Linked DNA regions of Mus musculus: region 1 is linked to region 2. The links are chromatin contacts, called in public HiCAR-type maps. All regions are on one chromosome and are shown on one strand. The core of a region is the stretch at or near the end of the contact, and the rest is flanking DNA. Distances in the headings are between cores, read along the strand shown.

Evidence for each region. HiCAR-type assays count read pairs that join an accessible place to other places.
Region 1: a contact with region 2 is called in a HiCAR-type map of kidney, with 5 times the contacts expected there. The contact joins two enhancer-like sites. A contact is called at or near these places in 25 of 39 promoter capture datasets (the 3T3-L1 cell line, 3T3-L1-derived adipocytes, the C10 cell line and 15 more), 1 of 15 datasets of contacts at CTCF or cohesin (stem cell-derived epiblast-like cells), 3 of 484 Hi-C or Micro-C datasets (the G1E-ER4 cell line and embryonic stem cells), 22 of 115 datasets of contacts at active chromatin or transcription factors (astrocytes, craniofacial prominence, embryonic basal ganglia and 15 more) and 3 of 9 other capture datasets (adipose tissue, embryonic stem cells and liver).

The regions. Positions count from the first base shown.
Region 1 is chr3:130,683,644-130,686,505 of GRCm38.p6, reverse strand. The region is part of intron 1 of Gm36373 (a long non-coding RNA gene); the gene reads left to right. Among named protein-coding and RNA genes, the nearest start is that of Gm36373, 7.6 kb to the left of the region's middle. Within about 2 kb of position 1,280, at least 11 of the 459 cell types and tissues checked have an H3K27ac peak or open chromatin away from gene starts, as enhancers often do. A contact at or near this core is called in kidney, where this site is marked.
Region 2 is chr3:130,051,661-130,054,472 of GRCm38.p6, reverse strand. All of the region lies in intron 1 of Sec24b (Sec24 related gene family, member B (S. cerevisiae)), which reads left to right. Among named protein-coding and RNA genes, the nearest start is that of Sec24b, 7.8 kb to the left of the region's middle. Within about 2 kb of position 1,347, at least 56 of the 459 cell types and tissues checked have an H3K27ac peak or open chromatin away from gene starts, as enhancers often do. A contact at or near this core is called in kidney, where this site is marked.

The sequences.
Region 1 (2,862 bases), core at 31-2,530, 630 kb before region 2:
ACCTAAATTGTGCATTTGCACACTTGGCTTCTTTGGCATGATGTAGCATCCATATTGATTTTAAAGAACTGAGGCACAAATAAAACATTATGTTCATGAAGGTGGCTCATGTCTTCAGCCATGAAGTTACAGTGAACTTAAAGACGAGAACCTTTTATTAACTAATGAGAGCCCAGCAGTTGTGATAAGCCACTTTAGATGATAACTCAACACTCTCAGGAGATGTTTTCGAACACCCAGCTCCAATCCAGGTGGCTTGGGTGTCAACCCAGCAGATGTGTTTACGGCAGATGGTCCACAGGTGGCTAGGGCATAGATTGGATGAATCTTCTTGGAGTGTAAGAAAAAAAAAATCTCTCAAGCCAAGGTTCCTACCCCGGCAGGGCAGGTAACCGGAAGACCTATTAGGCAAGATGATTTCAGGACAGGAGAAATGTAACCCCAACTCTTAGATACTGAACAGGATCACTTAATTCCCAGCCTTTGAGCCCCACTTGCCAATGGTATTTCATTTGACTGGTTATGACTGTGTACTTTTGGTTAAAATCGTTCAGATAAAATTCACAGGACACAAGCCCAAGTCCTTGCCATGGTCCCACAGGGAGCCTATATGTCCCTTCTTAAGAGTCCCTCTGCCCCCGTAACTACTGACCTCACCTCCTAGTCTGCTGGTTGGCTTCATTCGACTGCTCACCTCTGGTCGTGACATTCATAGCCAGGCTAGGGGCCTCACTCTCACGCTACCTGAGTGGCTCACGCCCTTTCCTCTTCCAAATACACGTTTTACAATGAGGTCTTCCTTTATCTCCCATTGAAAAATCAAGTCTCCCCTGTTTCTATAGCACTTGCCTCTCTTTAATGTGCTTCATAACCGACTTGTTTGTTTATCTAGACATGAACTACCTGAAATCAGAGGTGCAGCTTAGTGTGTGGGACACAATACACGCTCAATAGCTCTTCAGTACCTGGCTGCATTAAACTCGTCAGGAAAATACACTCAAGAACGGGTTAATTGACTGAGTAGCCCAGGTTAGTTGGCGTCATTTCTACTTTTCCTCTTTGGTGGATTTCTTATTTCTTAGCCCCACCCCGTTTAAGGCTGGCAGTTGAATCTGGGACCCCACAAGCCAGGGAGGTACTCTGCCAGCTTCCTCCATCGTTCTTGAACTGACTCTGAGTACTGGCATCCTTGGTTTGATCCGCACATGCCATTCCTCTGACTTCCTGTAGTTAATCTCAAGGGTTTTCACTGTTTGCTTTATTTCAGTGAGCGCCATTGGTAGAGGGACCAAGGCTATGCAAGCCTCATGGTAAATCAAGCGCATAGTACACACATCACCAGGATAGGGCTTCTTTCTTCATCCAAAATGCTGAGTCACGTAAAGTTTTATTTGACAGTAAACAGGCTTCCAACTAATTGATCGTCATCTGTGTCACTTGCGTTCCATGAACACTTAGTGAATTGACAGTCACCGTGATTTTTGACAGCATTTGTGTTTTGTTCTATTTTGTAACCTGGGTCACTTCTTCTAAAACAAACAGTGCCAGGCTCTGTTTGTCAGTTAATAATCTGGGTCTGTTACTGTTTCATGGATATTGGCAGAAAACTTGAGACTTCTGGGTCAAAGACAAAGGACTTTGTTACAGCGGAGCAAGCAGCGTGGGGACAACACTCGCCAAGCCCCACAGGGTAGTGATAGATGCTGCGCACATGGGTAGCTGGCTCCTAGCTGCAGAACACTGAGTTTAGTGATGTGCTGTTTTATAGTGTGTGGAAGGGAAGGGAGGCAAACCCATACTTTGTCCAAGAGGGACAGTTATCCATCAATGTGGTGGGCTGCAAAGACAGCCCTAAGAAGTGGCCTGGGGAAAGAGCAGCCACGGTGTCACATGCCTGGCAAGAAAGTGCAGGGCTCCTCAGACCCCATAGCTCTGGCCTTTCCCTATTATAGTCAGATAATTGGCTTTGACACTAGTTCACTCTTAGAAGCCAGCCCAGACAGGCTCAAGGCCCTGCTGTGTCCCTTTCTATGTGGGAATTTAAACAAATACTTTCCATTCCCTTCTGTCTTCTCTTCTTTACAGTGGTGCCACCCATCCCATTGATTGGCATAGTGTTGTATGCTGTCCCTCGGCCTACATGAACCGGGTACACCCGGGAGGCAGGCTGGGCTGAAAGACACTTAGACTTCGAGAAAAGATAATGAAGCCAAGACAAAGGTTCTGATCAAGGCCCGAGAGTTTACTAAGAGACCTTGCTTATAAGGGGGAAGCCCCCCTAACCCCCGCCAGTCCATTCTTGGTGCCTGGAGCCATTCTGCCAGCACTTGGTCGCCAGGCTGGTTGCTTATTCAGGAATGCCTCAGGAAGACAGGTTCAACCTCTGTTCCTTCTGCAGGTAGCAGAAGAGCAGGGCAGTTGTCACTTCAAAAGGAGCCAGCCAAGTTGGAAAGCTGCACCGCAGGTGGCTCCACCTCATTGGCGACAAGGTCTGTGCCAGCCCGCTTCAGGCTGGGGGAGGCTACAGCCTAGGATAAAGGAGAAACTGCAATAGGTATAGAGGGCTGACGTTGTCCAGAGTCTTCGTGCACCTATCACCACTGACTTGCTCTGCTTACTGGGCAGTTTACTTGAGTGCCTGTGTTGCTTCTGTCCACGGAAATGAGGGATACTTTGTAACGCACGTTGTCATAGATGCTCAGGGGACTAAGTTTATCTCTTCTAAAGGATTCTGACAGTTGTGAAGTATTCTTTCAAGTGCACGTGATAGGACAGTGAAGATATAAATCCTTGCTTTCATGGAGACTACATTTGAGAAGGGGAGATATACCCCATAGTGTGATGTGGACAAACATGAAGAGA
Region 2 (2,812 bases), core at 98-2,597:
AAGGCAGAGGCGCCTGGATCTCTATGAGTTCAAGGCCAGCCTGGTCTGCATAACAAATTCCAAGAAAGCCATACTTAGACACAGAGTATGGTACCTACAAAGATAGATAGAGCTCTATCTGGCATGCTAGAACTGTAGCCATTCTTTCTGGAGAGAGATGAGGGGTTTGAAGTGGCAGAGAAAGTCAGTAACAGAAACATGGTTGTATGCTGTCTAGATGAAGATACCACGAGGAGCCTCCAGAAGGGAAGGGGCCAGTGTGGAGTCTAGCCTTTGCTCTAGTAAAAGTCAGTCCTGAATTCTTTTCTAGGTTTTACAGCCTAGTAAAACCCATCTTAGTCTGTTCCTCCAGAAGTGCAGGAGACACTCCTGAGGTTTCCTGTTTTCCTCTTGAAGTGTGTTGTGTGATCTAATAAGTGCCAGGTACAGGAATTCTTGGCGATGACTTAGAGTCTAAGATTTTCGAAATCACGATTTCTACGAGTCAGGCAGCAGACCTTGAAAAGAGGCAACCCAGCCTTTGCATGTGAGAGTTTGAAATTAGACCTGTCCATGGGAAAAGGAATGTGGGCAGCTTCTAGAAGCTACAAAGGGCAAAAGAGCTCTCTCTCTTGAGGATCGGTTACTATGTAAGCAACATTAAGCTGCATCCGCCCAGTGTCAGGGAATGCTTTTCTTCAGGCAGAGCTGTGCTGAGATCTGAAGAGTGGTTAAGGAAAGGTCAGGTGAAGGGAGGGTTTGGATCCTGGTAGAGATGAGCTTTGTAAAGACTTGGAGGTGTGGAAGCATGGCTTGCAGAACAGCGGATGGCTTGTCAATGTTTGGGATTGTTTGCATCTGGTTTTATCACCATTCTTGAAAGCTTTGATCACGTGTCTATAGACACTGTCACACTGGCCTGCTTCAGACGCCTTTGCCAAGTCAGACCTCTGTCCTTGTTAGCCTCTGGGCCCCAGGGGTCAGGCTCAGTATGCTGTGGCTTGTTGTGTGTGGTGTGCAAGGCATGCACGTTGCACATCTTTCCCCAGGCCAGCACTTGGTTTGACTTCTCATCAGCAAGTGTTCTCAGTGTGGCACACTCAGCTTTGGTTTCTTGAGCTTGGATGCAAAGGACTTGGTGTGCTTAGACCCAACAGTTGACAGTCAACGTGACAGCAAGGCAAACTGTGACCCAGGAGTCAGGTCAGGGAGGGCCTTTGACTCTATTTTTATAACAAATTGCCACAAATTGACTGCTTGAAACAGTCTGAATTTATTATTTGTAGGTGAGAAGTCTAGTTGGGCTAAACTCAGATGTCCCTGCAGGATACTTTTGTTCCATGGCTCTAGAGCGTTTCTTTGCCTTTTCCAGCTTAGAGGCTGCCCACATTCCTTGGCTCATGGCCCATTTGCTCTGTATTTAGAACCAACCATAGAGTAATTCCCTAAAGATTTTCATAGTCAGGCCTCTAATTCTCTCCATAGTTAAGGATAATAGAACTATTTTAATAGATGTCTTCAGATTAATACCTTAATGCCATCTATAGTCTTAATTCTCCTCTGCCATGTAGCCTTACATGTACGCATGCGTGTGTTGGGGGGCAGGTATGGAGGTCAGTTGACATCTTTGGGACATCAGTTCTCTCTTATCACATGGGTCCCAGGGATCAACCTCAGATCACAAGGCTTGGTAGCAAGTGCCTTAACAATCTGAGCTGTATTACTAGTCCCAGCTTTGCAGTCTAATTTGCTGACCATCTTATCCAGAGGCATTCAAGCTCCACAGGCGACCCTTAGCTCAGGGCTTCCTGCCTGCTGTCAAGAGTGCAGAGTGGGGAGGTTTGTCACCAGCTCAGGAGAGGAGAGTCAAAGCTTAGAATCCGGTTTCTAATGCATGTGTGTACTCTTGCTATGTGCTTAAGCAAAATTCTTCTTCCCTTTCTGAGACGAGAGCTTCTCTGTGCAGACCTGACCGGCTGGGAACTCCACTGTGTGGACCAGGCTGGCCGCGAACTCCCAGAGCTCTATGTGCCTGAGGGTTAAGGGCTGATAGTGTCTGCTTGGGTCTTAGACTGTGATGCTGAATAAGAAATGGAAAGGAGCCTCCCACTCCTGCCCCAACCCCTGCTGGTCAGACAGTGGTCCACTTCCTCCCCTGCTTTTCTTTCATGGACTGTAAAGTCGTCTTTGAGCTGTCACGGGCACAGTTGCCCGGGCTTGTTGGACTGGTTGAGTGGTCCTACAGAGGCGTGGTATTTCCCAGTATTGTACGGGAAATGTGGCAGGAAAGAGCCAAGTCGGCAGGTAAGCAGAGGACAGGTATTTACATAGATTTGACTTGTTGTCCTCATTGTTCCTTCTGAAAACTGTAGTGGCAGGACGTGAGTGAGTTATGTATTTGAATGTGTGGGGCTTTTCACATTTTATTGTTAAGGTAGTGAAAGACTTCCAAGATTTGTTTTTATTTAGTCAGTTGTCTCAGGTGAATTGTAATTAGGTAAATAACCTATTGGGGGAGTAAATTGTTAACTTAGTAGTGTATAGACTCTGAATTATGGAAGTGGATATTTGTCTCCTTTACACCTGATTATAAGTTATCGTTGTGTTGGCTATAGAACATGTATTGCATGCCCCCAGATAGTTTCTCCTACCTTATTTAGTAATTATAAATAAACAGAAAGTATAACTTTTACTCAGCTCTGAGGAGCAGGAATCTTCCATATTATTATGACAAGGAATACAGTGGTTCTTTGCTACAGTGAATTTTACAAGTGTTACTTTTTGTTGTTGATACTGTGTCATTTGAGGTATGGTAGAACCCCTATTTCCTTAC